2 separate regions of the Anser cygnoides genome follow, and region 2 is linked to region 1. Evidence: chromatin contacts called from public Hi-C data. All regions are on one chromosome and are shown on one strand. Each heading gives the region's core, a stretch centred on a gene start, on an enhancer-like site or on the middle of the called end of the contact. The rest is flanking DNA. Distances are from core to core; before and after follow the strand shown. Region 1 holds the start of FBXL17 (F-box and leucine rich repeat protein 17). Region 2 holds the start of MAN2A1 (mannosidase alpha class 2A member 1).

Region 1 (6,247 bases), core at 1,000-3,499:
CCCCTGGCCTGCTTTTCACAGTGCTCATCAGTTGGCCAAAAAACACGATTCTACAAATAAACGTTAGAATTGGCTAAATCCTGATTCTGACAGAGAGGTAAAGTGCATTCAGTAAATTAAAATATCAACCTAGCAGATGGGCAGAGGAGGAAGAAATGTGCAATTAGAAATTAGAAGCTACTTATTACTTGAAATGTTTGACAATGCAGGCTGAAATCATTAGGAGAAATCCCTGGTTTGCAAGGTTTAAAAAAGTAAGATGACGATAGTGTCATACTGCCTAAATCAAAAGACACTCTACCAACTGAGTTGCTGCTGGTTTTCAGCCTGACATCTTCTAGACGGAAAAAATTACTAACATACATGAGAGTTAACATTTCTAAAGAGATTTCTCTAATAAAGAATTCTTAGGGGTCCACAAAACTGAAAGACAATAAAAACATGAATGGGTCTATTCACAGATAAAGACAATAAATTTGTCTGAATGTAAAGCTATAGAAAAGAAACATTTACTGTATCTAATTCTGTACTGCAAAAATGAAGCCATTGGTAATTCACATGATAATTTTCTCTGACTGTTCTGCCATCATTTGTCATCACGTCACAAATATTTGTACTATCTGTAGTTGTACTGACTGTGAATTTATGTTTACCTCTGTTATGGATTGAACTCAGCCAGCAGCTAAGCAACAACAAAGCCACTTACTCCCTCCCTCCCCCAGGAGATGAGGGAGAGAGTGGGAAGACCAACAGTGAAAAAAAATACATGCAATGAAATATAGAAAGTTTAATAAAGAAAGCTATCTGAAGGTGAAATTACTTAGGAAAGGTGGGACTAGAAGAGATGATATCTTCCTTGTCTGTGTTCTGTGAAAAACAACATATTTCAAAAGGAGGCAGCAGAGGTGGATCACACCGAGGTAAATATTGGAGGAATAGGAAGACTTCCATACGTGAGATATATGTGTAGAGACGGTATGTATACGTTTCAGAATAATGCACCAACATATCTCAGACTATCAGATATGAAAGCAACATACAGAAGCCAGTCACCTTTGCCAAAATTTCTGCACGAAATACTAATACGTGATCACATAAGTAAAGGCAATGTCACAATGATGCTTCAGAAGTTGTCCAGACAGATTTAATCATGAGCTTTATTTGGAATATTTGACATCATAAGCATTTATTCTGAATGCTGTTCAGTTTGAATGCTTGAATTTGACTATTCTTATTCTTTTAGAGTTGTCTTTGCTCATATGAAAATATTGAAATTTGAGGGAGGAAAGGACCTTGCCAAATTTTTGCCAACATCTGCTGCAATTTATATTGGTGGATCTCAATGAGTTATTAACTCAGTTAAAACATTCTATTACTCTACTTTTATCCAAAATATTTTTCTTACAGCTAACATATTTTTACTGAACTGTTGAGGTGTAATAATACAGGTATCAGACAAAAATAACAGCACCACACGTGTTTCAGACCTTATATATGGTTTCTCGTGGGCAACAAGCCACAAGATCTCAGTCTTATTATATAGGACTGTGCACGTCTGCTGTTGGCCTTTGTTACTTGACGATAGTGCTAGATCCTAACCATAGCTTGCTTTGTCCCTCCGCTTTCACTCAGGCGAACACCTTTCACTAAAGGCAAATTTCAACGTGTACTTAAAAATACACATGTAAGTCACCTTATGTGAATGACTGGGAACTGGATGCTGACACACACAAGTCAAATTTGCCAAGCGTGTATTAATGCAGTAGCTGGGCCCACGGTGGCACAGGCAGAAGGGCAGCGAGCAGGCCCAGCCCCTGTTTGCGGCCGGGCAGGGTGCAGGGGGCAGCAGGAAGCAGGGCACGGGGCGGTGTCGGAGACGATCGGGGGCTTTGGCCGGAGAAAGCACTCGGTGGCCTTGGCTCCAGCCGCAGTCCGTTGCAGAGCCGTGGAGCCACCCTCGGCGCTCGCAGTCCTGCGCAGCCGCACGCACTGCGCCCCTTCGCCGCCTTCCCGGCCAGTTTTGCCCCAGATCCCGTGTTTTCGGCGCCGATCTGAGCACCGACCCGGCCCTCTGCACCGCCTCCCAGCCCCTCCAAAGCTTTCCGGAGGGCGCCGAGCTCCTCCGGAGGGCTCGCAGCGCCCCCGCCGGCCGCCGGCGCCCGTGCCCCGCAGCGTCCCGCCGGCAGCGCCGCCTGCCGTGCCCCGGCGGCGGCAGGGGAAGCCTCCCTCCTTCTCCCTCCCCGCTCCGCGTCCCGGAACCCGCCCCGCCGTCCCCCGGCGCCGCCACCTGCCGCCGGCAGCATGGCAGCGCCCGGCGCCGCCCGCCGGTGACGCCCCGCGGGCCCTTTCCTCCGCCGCCTCCTATATGGGCCACCTGCTCGCCAAGGGGGCCACCAGCCGGAGCCGGGACAGCGCCGCCACCACCCACCGCCGCCGCCGCCGCCGGCGGAGGAAGGTGGCGGCGCGGAGCCGCAGCTGCTTCCTGCGGGGGCCCTGCATGCTCTGCTTCGTCGTGCACGGCGCCAGCCCGCCCACCGCCGCGCCCACGCCGCCCGGCGGGCACCCGCTGCCGCCCTCCGCCCGCCGCCTCCTCCTCCTCCGCCTGCCGCCCGCCGCCTGGCAGCCGCGGGGCCGCCGCCAGCGCCTGCTGCTCTCGGGCCTGCTGCCCTCGCCGCTGCGGGGCCTCCTCCCGGGACCGGCCGGGCCGCCTACCGAGGCGCTCTCCGACATGGTGTGCAAGCGCAAGGGGGCCGCCGGCCTGCCCGCCTGCCCGCCCTGCAAGCAGCCGCGCTGCAACGCCGCCAGCGCCGCCGCCAGCGCCGAGACCGAGGCCGCCGCCTGCCAGTGCCCGACCGGCGAGCCCCAGCCGCGCGCCCTGCCCTCGGACGGCGCGGACGGCAGCGAGGGGAGCGGAGGGGGGCAGCCCGCCCCGCCGCCTCCGCCGCCCCCGGCCGAGGGCGAGAAGGATCCGGAGGAAGAGAGGAGCGGCCCGGTGGGCTGCCAGGAGCCGCAGGAGCACCCCGGAGACGGCTGCCGAGAGCCGCTGGCCGCCCCCGACATCAACCAGCTGCCGCCCTCCATCCTCCTCAAGGTGGGTCGCGGGGCAGGAGCGGGGGGGCGGCCCCGAAACGCAGCCGTCGCCCTGATAAACCCCCCAGGGAGCCGAGTCCCTTCAACCACCTTCCCTGGCAGCCTCTTACTTTGTATCTTCAAACCCCGGTCTTGCCTTGTGTCCCGTGGCGCTCCCGCTGTTACTGTTCTCTTTTCAAGTAACTTTTCACTTTTAAGCTACTCTGGCGGTCTAGTTAGAATGTCCTCGTCTTTCTTCACCTAAACCTTAGGTAAAAACACTCTCCTGGCTGGAGCTGGGGTCTGTGATGTCCTCCACAGTGATGCAAGTGTGTCTTTACGTGCTGGGGTGCAGAGCTCGGAGTCCTGGAGCAGTTTACTCTGGGGTCAGATGGCTGAACGTAAAGCAGGGTGTGATAATGGAGGAGTGAGAGGCAGGGCACTCGTCCTATCTGTGAGCAGGTCTGTGCTGCTCGTTGTGCAACCCCGGTGTAGGAGGTATTTCCCGAATGCTCACTCTGCTGTTGTCAAACATGGGCCGTCTACTCTCTGTCGTGCACATCATTTTGTTTTGTTTTTTGAGGTGCATATATTGATACGTGTCACCTGCCTTGTAAGGGCACACCGTGTTTTATAGATTCATTACTCAAATTCCCTTTGGCAGTGTTGTGGTTTAACCCGGCTGGCAGCTAACCACACAGCCGTTCGCTCACCCTCCCCCCTCCCTCTCTGGGATGGGGGAGAGAAACGAGAGAACTGTAGCCTGTGGGTTGAGATAGAGACAGTTTATTAGGACAGAAAATAAAATAATAATATTAATATGTACAAAACAAGTGATGCACAATGCAATTGCTCACCACCCGTTGACTGATGCCCAGCCTATCCCTGAGCAGCCGGTCACCCACCCTGGCTAGCCACCCCTATATATTGTTTAGCATGATGCCATATGGTATGGAATACCTCTTTGGCCACTTTGGGTCAGTCGTCCTGGGTCTGTCCCCTCCCAACTCCTACTGCACCCCTAGCCTGCTCGCTGGCAGGACAGTGTGAGAAGCTGAAAAGTCCTTGGCTTGGTGTAAGCACTGCTCTGCAACGATTGGAACATCAGTTTGTTATCAACATTATTCTCATCCTAAATCCGAAACATAGCACCCTACCAGCTACTAGGAGGAAAATTAACTCTATCCTAGCTAAAACCAGGACATGCAGATGTATAAAAATCATGAGCTGTCATATCTGAATTAGTCTCTTCTCTGATTGCATGACTGAAAGTTGGCCTTGTAGTTTTACTAAAGAGTCCATCTGTTGGCCACTGTTAATTTAAGACCATGTTATCCCTGATGTTTTTCTGTTTTAAGATTTGAAATCAACTGGTACACCTTAAACATTTTTTCAGATTAGTGGTATGACTTCTTCTGTAGTTAATTCAGCACTTTTCAGTTTCATGTTTTTAAAAATTGTAATCTAACTCTGTCATAAACCAGCTCTTTTAATAGTGAGGATATGTCATGCCCCTCTCACCTGTGGACTAGTTTAAATGCTTTTCTGGATGGCTTTCTACTTCGCATTGAAACAGTACCTTGATGGTATCTGTACTTCCAAGTTTTTTGACTTGTTCCTTTCCTACTGGTCCCCTACCTCCCAGTAGCTGGGTCTCTTTAGTCTCTGTAGCCTAGCTCCTTCTGCAGGGTTTTTGAAGAATCTTGCCTTTAATACTAGCAGCAAGGAATAAACTCTTTACCAGTATTCTTACGCGGTTTTTTAGTTGCCCCTAAGTCCTTAGCTAGATTTGCGTGTGTGTGGTGATTTGTTGTTTTTGTTTTAGGTGCTTCCTCGTCATCCTGTTCTGTTATGGGACTTTTAACTGCAGATTTCTGAGGAGTCTTCTCATTAACTGGATTATACAGGGGCCTAAAGGCCTGCTGGGTTTTGGTACAGATACTATGTCCTAAATATGAACCCTTCTCCAAAGATCCTACTTTATTGTGGGATGATGGGAGACAAATATACACAAAGTCTTAATAACCTTTTCATAATAGTCAGTGGAGGAAAAAAAACTTAATACAAGGACAAGCAATGACAGCTTCAGGACTCTGTCACAGAGGTGACTTGGGACGTTCCCCACCAAGGAGGAAACAGGACTCAACAGTAGATTTACAGAGTTTTACTAAAGTTTGGTGATGATCATGAGACCCCTCCTCCATTAGGGAAATGAGGAGACAGCTCCCCCACTGCAGTTTGCAGTAGTTCATATGCAGTTTGCAATAAAACACTGTGCAGACGTGTCTGGTTGTGCCCCCACAGCAGTGCTGGCCCTTGGGCCATCTCCTCTCCTTTCCATGCAGAGCAGGGCTCCTGGCATGGGACAGGTACGGCCTTCTGTTGCCTCCCCCCTCCGTTACATCTCCCCGAGTCCTTGCTCTTTGCTGAAGTGTTCTCAAAACAGGACTTGGGGTGTTTTTGTTGGATGATCAGTTTGCTGCTCCTGGTGCATCCCATGAGAGTGCTCAGGCCAGTGCTCGCAGCTCTGGGCAGAGGCAAAGCGAGCAGTGCCTGGCTGCCAGGAGAACAGCGCGCCTTCCCCTACGGACAGGTAACGCAGGGCAGGTGCAGAGCGGCAGGCACTTTACTCACAGTCTCCTCTTTTGGCCACCCATGCCTATACCTTCCTCAATATCAGAGCATATCATACGTAACTTAAAAATGCAGTCTGAGTTTTCATGGGCAAGCGAACAGTCCATACAAACAGCAAGAACATTTAAATCAATAAAATTACAGCAGGGTGTGTCAGTAAATGTAACGTTTCAGTGACCCTGGGTGACTATTTTATAAAGATATCATACCAGTAGCATTTTGTAAAAACTTCTTCATGCTCAATTAGCAGTTTCGAATTGAATTTCCCATCTTCAAACAGGATTTTACACACTGCTTTGTCAGCTCTTGGTTATAGAATAATAGTTGTTGTTTTTTTAATCTGACTCAGTCATTATTCTGTATTTGTTCTTACAGTCCATCTCAGCTCACACCAAACGGAATGCTATATTTGTTTTTATCTGTTTTTGTAATCAGTAGCATTCATCTTTCCCTCTGCCTTAATCCTTAACAAAGATTAAGGATTAAAAATAGCACCACTAGTAATATTATTAAGCCTGTATTTACTACAGTTAATGACAAGTAT
Region 2 (6,247 bases), core at 2,205-4,704, 470 kb before region 1:
TGCGATAACAGCTTTGGAAATCCACCCCAGAGTCACGCTGAAGGAATATAACGCAAAATAGCAAGGGAGAGGCAGGGAAGAAGGTCTCTGGAAAAGTATCAGTGTCCACAGTATACTGCTGCAGGCAGAAATCCTACAGTGACTACAAATAAGGTCTGAGAGAAAGAGAGAGCTTGTGATATGGCCATCTTAAGAATAACATATTGCTGACAACCAGGCAGGGTCCATGAAGTTACACACGGGATTTAGAGAGGAGTGGCAAATAAGGCAATCTCCATAGGTTGTACTTAATCTTCCCAAATTAATGGAGATTTCAGTTCTATGGCAGCATGCAGATCTTCATATATGATTTAAATGCACCATCAATGATGACAAGGCTATAAATCACTTCATTAGCTCAGGTTCTATTACAGTTGCCATGATGTCACCTCACTACAGAGCGTGGGCAATGTTCACTCTAAAAGAGATTACTGATGCCAACTTTTGCAAGGTCAACACCTAAAAAGACAAGACATTACCAGTCCCTCCAAAGTCAGACCAGAGATTCTCTTTAACACAGCTCTGAAAAGCATTTACAAGCACTTCGATAGAGAATATGTAAAGGCTCCTGCTTAGGGGTATTCGCACTCCTTGAGAGATCTTCTCCAAAAATTACTTCTGCAAGACATTCCTGTTGGCACTCTTGAACAACCACCTAAGCTCTCGAACTAGAAACCAAGCTCAGGAAGGGTAACTCTTGACTGCAATAGCAGATAAATCTGAAAAAAGTCAGGTTCGCAAGCCTCAACCTGATGCACACGACCCTGAGATCATGCAACGAGAAGGCATCTGGAAGAAACAGCAGAAGTGAAAGTTGAGCAGCAATCCCCATCCTGCATTTTACTACTGGTATTACATACCACGATTCTTTCAGTGAATGCAGACCAACAGGCACTACCAGCTAAAAAAAAAAAAAAAAAATCCAACTCTAATCCTGGCAGAAATTAAAGCTTAGACAGACAAATGCTGATGAGCTACACAGGAAGCTGCTTCCAGAAGAACCCACTTCTCCTCTCTGAGGCTACTGTAAACCACACAGGTCAGGAAGAGCAAGCTAATCAATATGCAATTTCTAGGATATGCAAGGTGAAGGATGCTCTTACAAGAGCTGCACAGAGAAACAGCAAAGTTGAAAAATTAGCACATTGTCAGATCAGAAAGAAGTATGAAGTGAAGCTATCTGAAAATCTGTGGGAAAAAAAAATTAAAAAATCTCAGTTCCTTCTTCAAAGCGATAAGAAAAACTGACCTTTCTCATCATGAAAGAAAATGTCTTCTTAAATCCACGGACATATAATATACTGCTGCCAGAGCTTTTTGCAAACAAAAGCAGCTTGAAGTTTTTACATCTGTGGCTGGTTTCATTTACAGTACATTGAGTTCTGACAACACGGCACTGACGTGATTTTTTGTAAACTAAGGTAGCGTTTTCCTTTCCAATATTTTCGGTGGCTTCTCTTTCCCTCTTCATCTTTCATATCAACTTTACACTGATGTATTATATGGCTCAGAAAACATTTGCTAGGTTCCAGAGGCTTCCCAATTTTAACAAAGTGAAAAACTCCTATTCAGAACCCTATGGACAGCAAATAGGAAATGACAGAGTCACATCAGCTTCACCTGTAACTTCTTCGAAGGATAAAGCAGCAAGAAGAAAAAGGGTAATTTTTCCACCCAAAGGAAGGACTGAAACAGTGCTAAGTAGTGAGAGTGAGCAGCCTCGAAGGAATTTAGGTATGGAAAAGGCAGAAAGAGTAAACGCTGGCGGAATGTTCTAGGAGTCCGAGGGGAGGAAGGAGGACGTGGGGAGACATGCTTGTCTCCTTATGTTGTATAAGAAAGAGATGTTACAGCAGACTGAGGCACTAGACCTTGGTCGTAAGAGAGAAAGCATTATGCTGTAGGATACTGACAGGAATTTCAACTGCAGGACACTGACAGTGGAAAACCAAACACATCTAATATGTCTTCCATATTTACTCCAGTATTTCAAAGCAAATCCTGACATTAAATAAAAAAAAAGAAAAAAGGCCACCTACGTACGAGCTGCCCTGTTCTATTCTTTATCTGGATTAAACTCAACTGGTGAGATAAAAACACGAGGTGCTCTGCTAATATAAGATACTGACCATATCACCAAAGCAGCACTTGTACTAGCTTTTACAAGTATGACACGCAGTATTACTCTCCTGCTGGAACTGTATATTGAACAGATGCAGCCTCAGTAGTCCAGCCTTGTCTCGCTTTCTTCAAAGCTTCTTTCGTGTTCTCTTAGTTCCTGAAACAGCTAGTGGCTGACCTCTGAACTGTAACTCGAAGAAACAAAGGCAGAACTGATCCGTGCTCCTTCTATACACTTCAGTCAAGGTTTTTGCCGTGGCCAGAAATAGAGTGGTGTCAAGTATTATCTTTGCATTAAATGAAAAAATCAGTGGTTCTATCAGAAAAATAAAATTTTACTTTTTCAGCAAGCCTTTTGAGTTCTCCTGTTGACTTGACACCTCACTGTTGTAGGAAAACACGTTCCTCTGTTTTACTGCCTTCAGGGAGGATAAATTCAGCACAGGCACAAACACGCTGCACCTTCGCTGCTTGCTTTTCTACACTTTATTTTGCTTCACGACAATAAAACTCTCCCCACGCAGCAGCGTGTGGCAGACACACAGCTCGGCACAGCACACCACGCGTTCTCCATCCAACACGCTCCCGTCCTCGCCGCGACCAGACGGACACTGCTGGGTTTAACACCACGACGCCGGGCAGCTTCTAGGTGTCCCCCCACCCGGGGCAGAAGGGGCAGGGTCCCACGGCCCCGAGCCCCGCTGCCTACCTGTTGGCGGGGTCACCCCGCGCCCGCAGGTCTCGCTGCCAGCCGCGCTCCTGCCAGCCCCGGCCCCCTCCTGCTCCTGGTGGCTCGGGACGCGCGGCGGGGCCGGGGCAGCCCCTCCCCTCGCTCCCCTCCCGCAGCGCCGCCCAGAGGCCGCGCCCCGAGCCCCAGCGGCCGGCGCCGAGGCTCGAGGCCGCCGCTCGCCGCCGGACGAGCGCCGCGGCGGGGAGGAAGTTGGTGGCGGAGGCACCCTCCGCACCCCCCCTCCCCGTCCTCCTCCCCGTGCTCCTGCCGGTCCCGTCCCGGCGCTCACCTTGGGGAAGGTGCCCTCCCGCCGCGGGCTCTTGGGGTGGTCGAAGTGCCCCCTGTCCAGCATCAGGTACAGCGAGAAGATGACCACGCAGAACACCGCGCTGCCGAACACCGTGAACTGACGGCTCAGCTTCATCGCCGCCGCCGGCCGACCGGCCCCGCCGCGCTGCTCCCGCCGTCTCTTCCTCCTCCTCCTCCTCCTCCTCGCTGCCCCCCCGCGCCCCGCGGGGAAAGTTCCGAGCCGGCGACGGGCGGCGGCACCGCGGCGCCGCGGGGGATCCTCCGGCGGGGCAGCGCCGAGCCCCCTCCGGCGGAGCGCGGCAAGTCTTGCCCCGCGCGGCGCGCCGAGCCCCGCCGAGCGCCCGGCGGCGAGCCGGGAGGCGCCGGGAGGCGCGGATCAGACGGGCGGGCAGCCCGGCAGCGAGCGGGGAAGTGGCGGCGGCAGCAGCGCCGCGGGGCCGACCGAACGCCGCCGCTCCGCTTCCCCTCCTCCTCCTGCGGCCGCCCCGCTCCTGCTCCTCCTCCTCCTGCTCCTCCTCCTTCTCCTCCTCCTCCTCCTGCCGGCCGCCGCACGCTGTCGCCGCCTCCCCCGCCCCGCGGCCCGAGCGCTGCCGCTGCCGGAGCCCCCCGGGCCGCCGCGCACACGCTCCGCACCCACAACAGCCCCCGCCCGCCGCCGCTGCCGCCGCCGCCGCAGCTCCGCGCTCCGCCCCCGCGCGGGTGGGCGGTGCCAGCAGCGTGTCACCGCCGCGGCACCGCCCCCAGCCCTCTCTGCGCGGAGGCCGTTGGCGCCCCGGATAACGGCTGCCCGCGGGCAACCTGCTAAGGGAGCCGTGGGGGCCTCCCCGTGAGAGAGCCGTGTGCCGAGTGCCCCCTTCGGGGGTCGGCCCCGACGCGCACCTCGCTTCTCTGAGTCCCAGGAGCACGCTTGGCAGAAAGCAGCTCCTGTCACGGCGCTGGGGAGGGTTGCAGCCCCGCTCTGCTGCGTCGTTTGGCTCCCAGTTCTCACAGATTTAATGGTTCGGACGTATTCACGCCCGCTGTCTGCTTCTGAGCGGTGTTTTGGGGAAATGTCACTGAGAACTGCACGAGTGCTGAAAGCATGTTTTACCAGTGCACACATAATACATCATTAAGAACTTTTGCTGAGAAGCTCTGACACCCCTGTGATTTGAAGTCCAAAAATAGGTGTTAGCATCACTGCTTTTCTTTTCCTTTCTCACTAACCCTCCCCCCCCACAAAGTTGCTAAAACTGTAATACTAACAAATTTTTGGCCAGCAAAGTTCAGTAGACGGAGCCAGGAAATTTAAATCTATGCTTATTTTTTCCATATTTAGAGCCTGTTCCAGTATCCTACAGAACCTACTTTAGGGATTGATAATTCATAACTTCTAACCCCCTTCCTCCCACTAGGCAAAAAAATAATAATAATAATAAAGTGTTAGATTCTGGATGTGAAAGGCCTTACAGGACTCCTGCAGTTACTGGATATGGATGTTATCAGCTACCATGGTGGGAAATGCTGACAGCAGAGAAACTGTCCACTTTTGTACATATTGACTGAGTTTAAGTTTCAAAACACCGATTTTAATCAGGGGGTGAGAAACAGAGGCTGAAGAGTGAAGCTGAGCGCTGGTGACAATACAGGGGAAGGACAAAAAATGGGGGCTAGCGCAGGAACAGAAAGGGGCCAACAACAGGGAAAAGCGTGGAATAAGAGACAAAACAGGTCAGAGGAAAGAATGACAGTGGAAGGGCACAACAAATGATGACTGGCACAACAGACGAAAGATGCAGGTGGATCTTCTACAGAATCAGAAATAAAACCCAGGAGTTTTGAAACCTGATGTTATCTGCTGTTCAGCAAAAAGCTGTAAACTCACGGACTTTACCTGTTCACATTTGCTCCATCCCCCCCTCTAGCGGCAGATGCACACAGAAAATAAAAATGTTTCTTTTTACATTTGTTACTTTGTTAGTGGAGTTCAGATACCTTTGTCAACCAAAAATCCAAATTTGCAGTGATCTATGTAAGATGCCATTTCCAAATTTCTTTTTCCTAAGAGGGAAATTGTGTTTAAATCTGCAGTAAGCTAACAATAAGATTTCAAAAAATGGCATCGGGATTTGGGATATGTATTATTTAGGGTTCACTCCAAAGCCTTTGCTCATCTTTTACGTGATCAGATAGGTAGTATTTTTCCTCATTTTTTTCTCGACATGTTTAGTTGATTCTTTGAGCAGGGTGCCTAGAGGGAAAGACAGAGTTGTGAACAAACCAGTGATCTGTAGACCTTCTGTTTCTCTAGTTGAAAAAGTCGGAAGCAGTTTGATGAATGAGACAAGAGTACTGCAGAGAGACAATAATGGTCAGGTGGCTAAGAGAACAAAAGTGCCGCACACAGACACTGTTCTCATCTCTATTAAAGGGCTTCTTGCTGATACTGTCACACAAGCCAGCATATCTACCATATCTACAGAAAGCTGGTAGGGGTTCTTTACCTCCCAAGTTCCTTCCCAAGACATAGGTGATCTAACCTGCAGAAGTACACAGAACCCGCATTTGCAGCTGAGGCCAATGAACGCTATGAACTTGGATGTTTCCTCATGAATGTTGTTTTACAGATAAAATTAGTACTGTATAAACTATGATTTCTTCGAACATGACTAAAATGTAAGGAAATTAACAGCTGTATTGCCATTTCACTGTTTCATTGGTGTGTATCAAGTGATGAGAGGCCACAACTGAAGATGACAGTAAAACCATGTGTTGTATCATGATAATTTCAGCAAGTGCAGACCACTGAATCAATAATAGCATGCATCATGTGCAAAGTAGTATCTGGTCTTATGCTTTAAAACTGTGTAATAATGTCTGAGGGGACAAATTCAGATTACATAAAACAGTGTCATGATGTATATATGGACCTCAGGTTTTCTAGGCAACATTTTGATATGTTTCCTGTGTATTTGATTTTGTAACTCTTCCTATTCTTGTTCTGAGATATCTGCTAGATGACACGATATCAGAAATCATTATCTGCTTAGATACTTGTTCTATTTTGTT

Evidence for each region. A called contact is a pair of places that touch in the nucleus more often than the background predicts.
Region 2: a Hi-C map of liver shows a contact between it and region 1, with 8 times the contacts expected there. The contact joins the promoter of MAN2A1 here to the promoter of FBXL17 in region 1. A contact is called at or near these places in 3 of 7 Hi-C or Micro-C datasets (granulosa cells and liver).

Annotation. Positions count from the first base shown.
Region 1 is chrZ:27,546,239-27,552,485 of Taihu_goose_T2T_genome, reverse strand. FBXL17 (F-box and leucine rich repeat protein 17) reads left to right here and starts at 2,249. Exons shown (of 9, transcript XM_066988859.1): 1 at 2,249-3,091. The coding sequence starts at 2,366.
Region 2 is chrZ:28,018,033-28,024,279 of Taihu_goose_T2T_genome, reverse strand. MAN2A1 (mannosidase alpha class 2A member 1) reads right to left here and starts at 3,454. Exons shown (of 22, transcript XM_066987870.1): 1 at 3,180-3,454. The coding sequence starts at 3,314.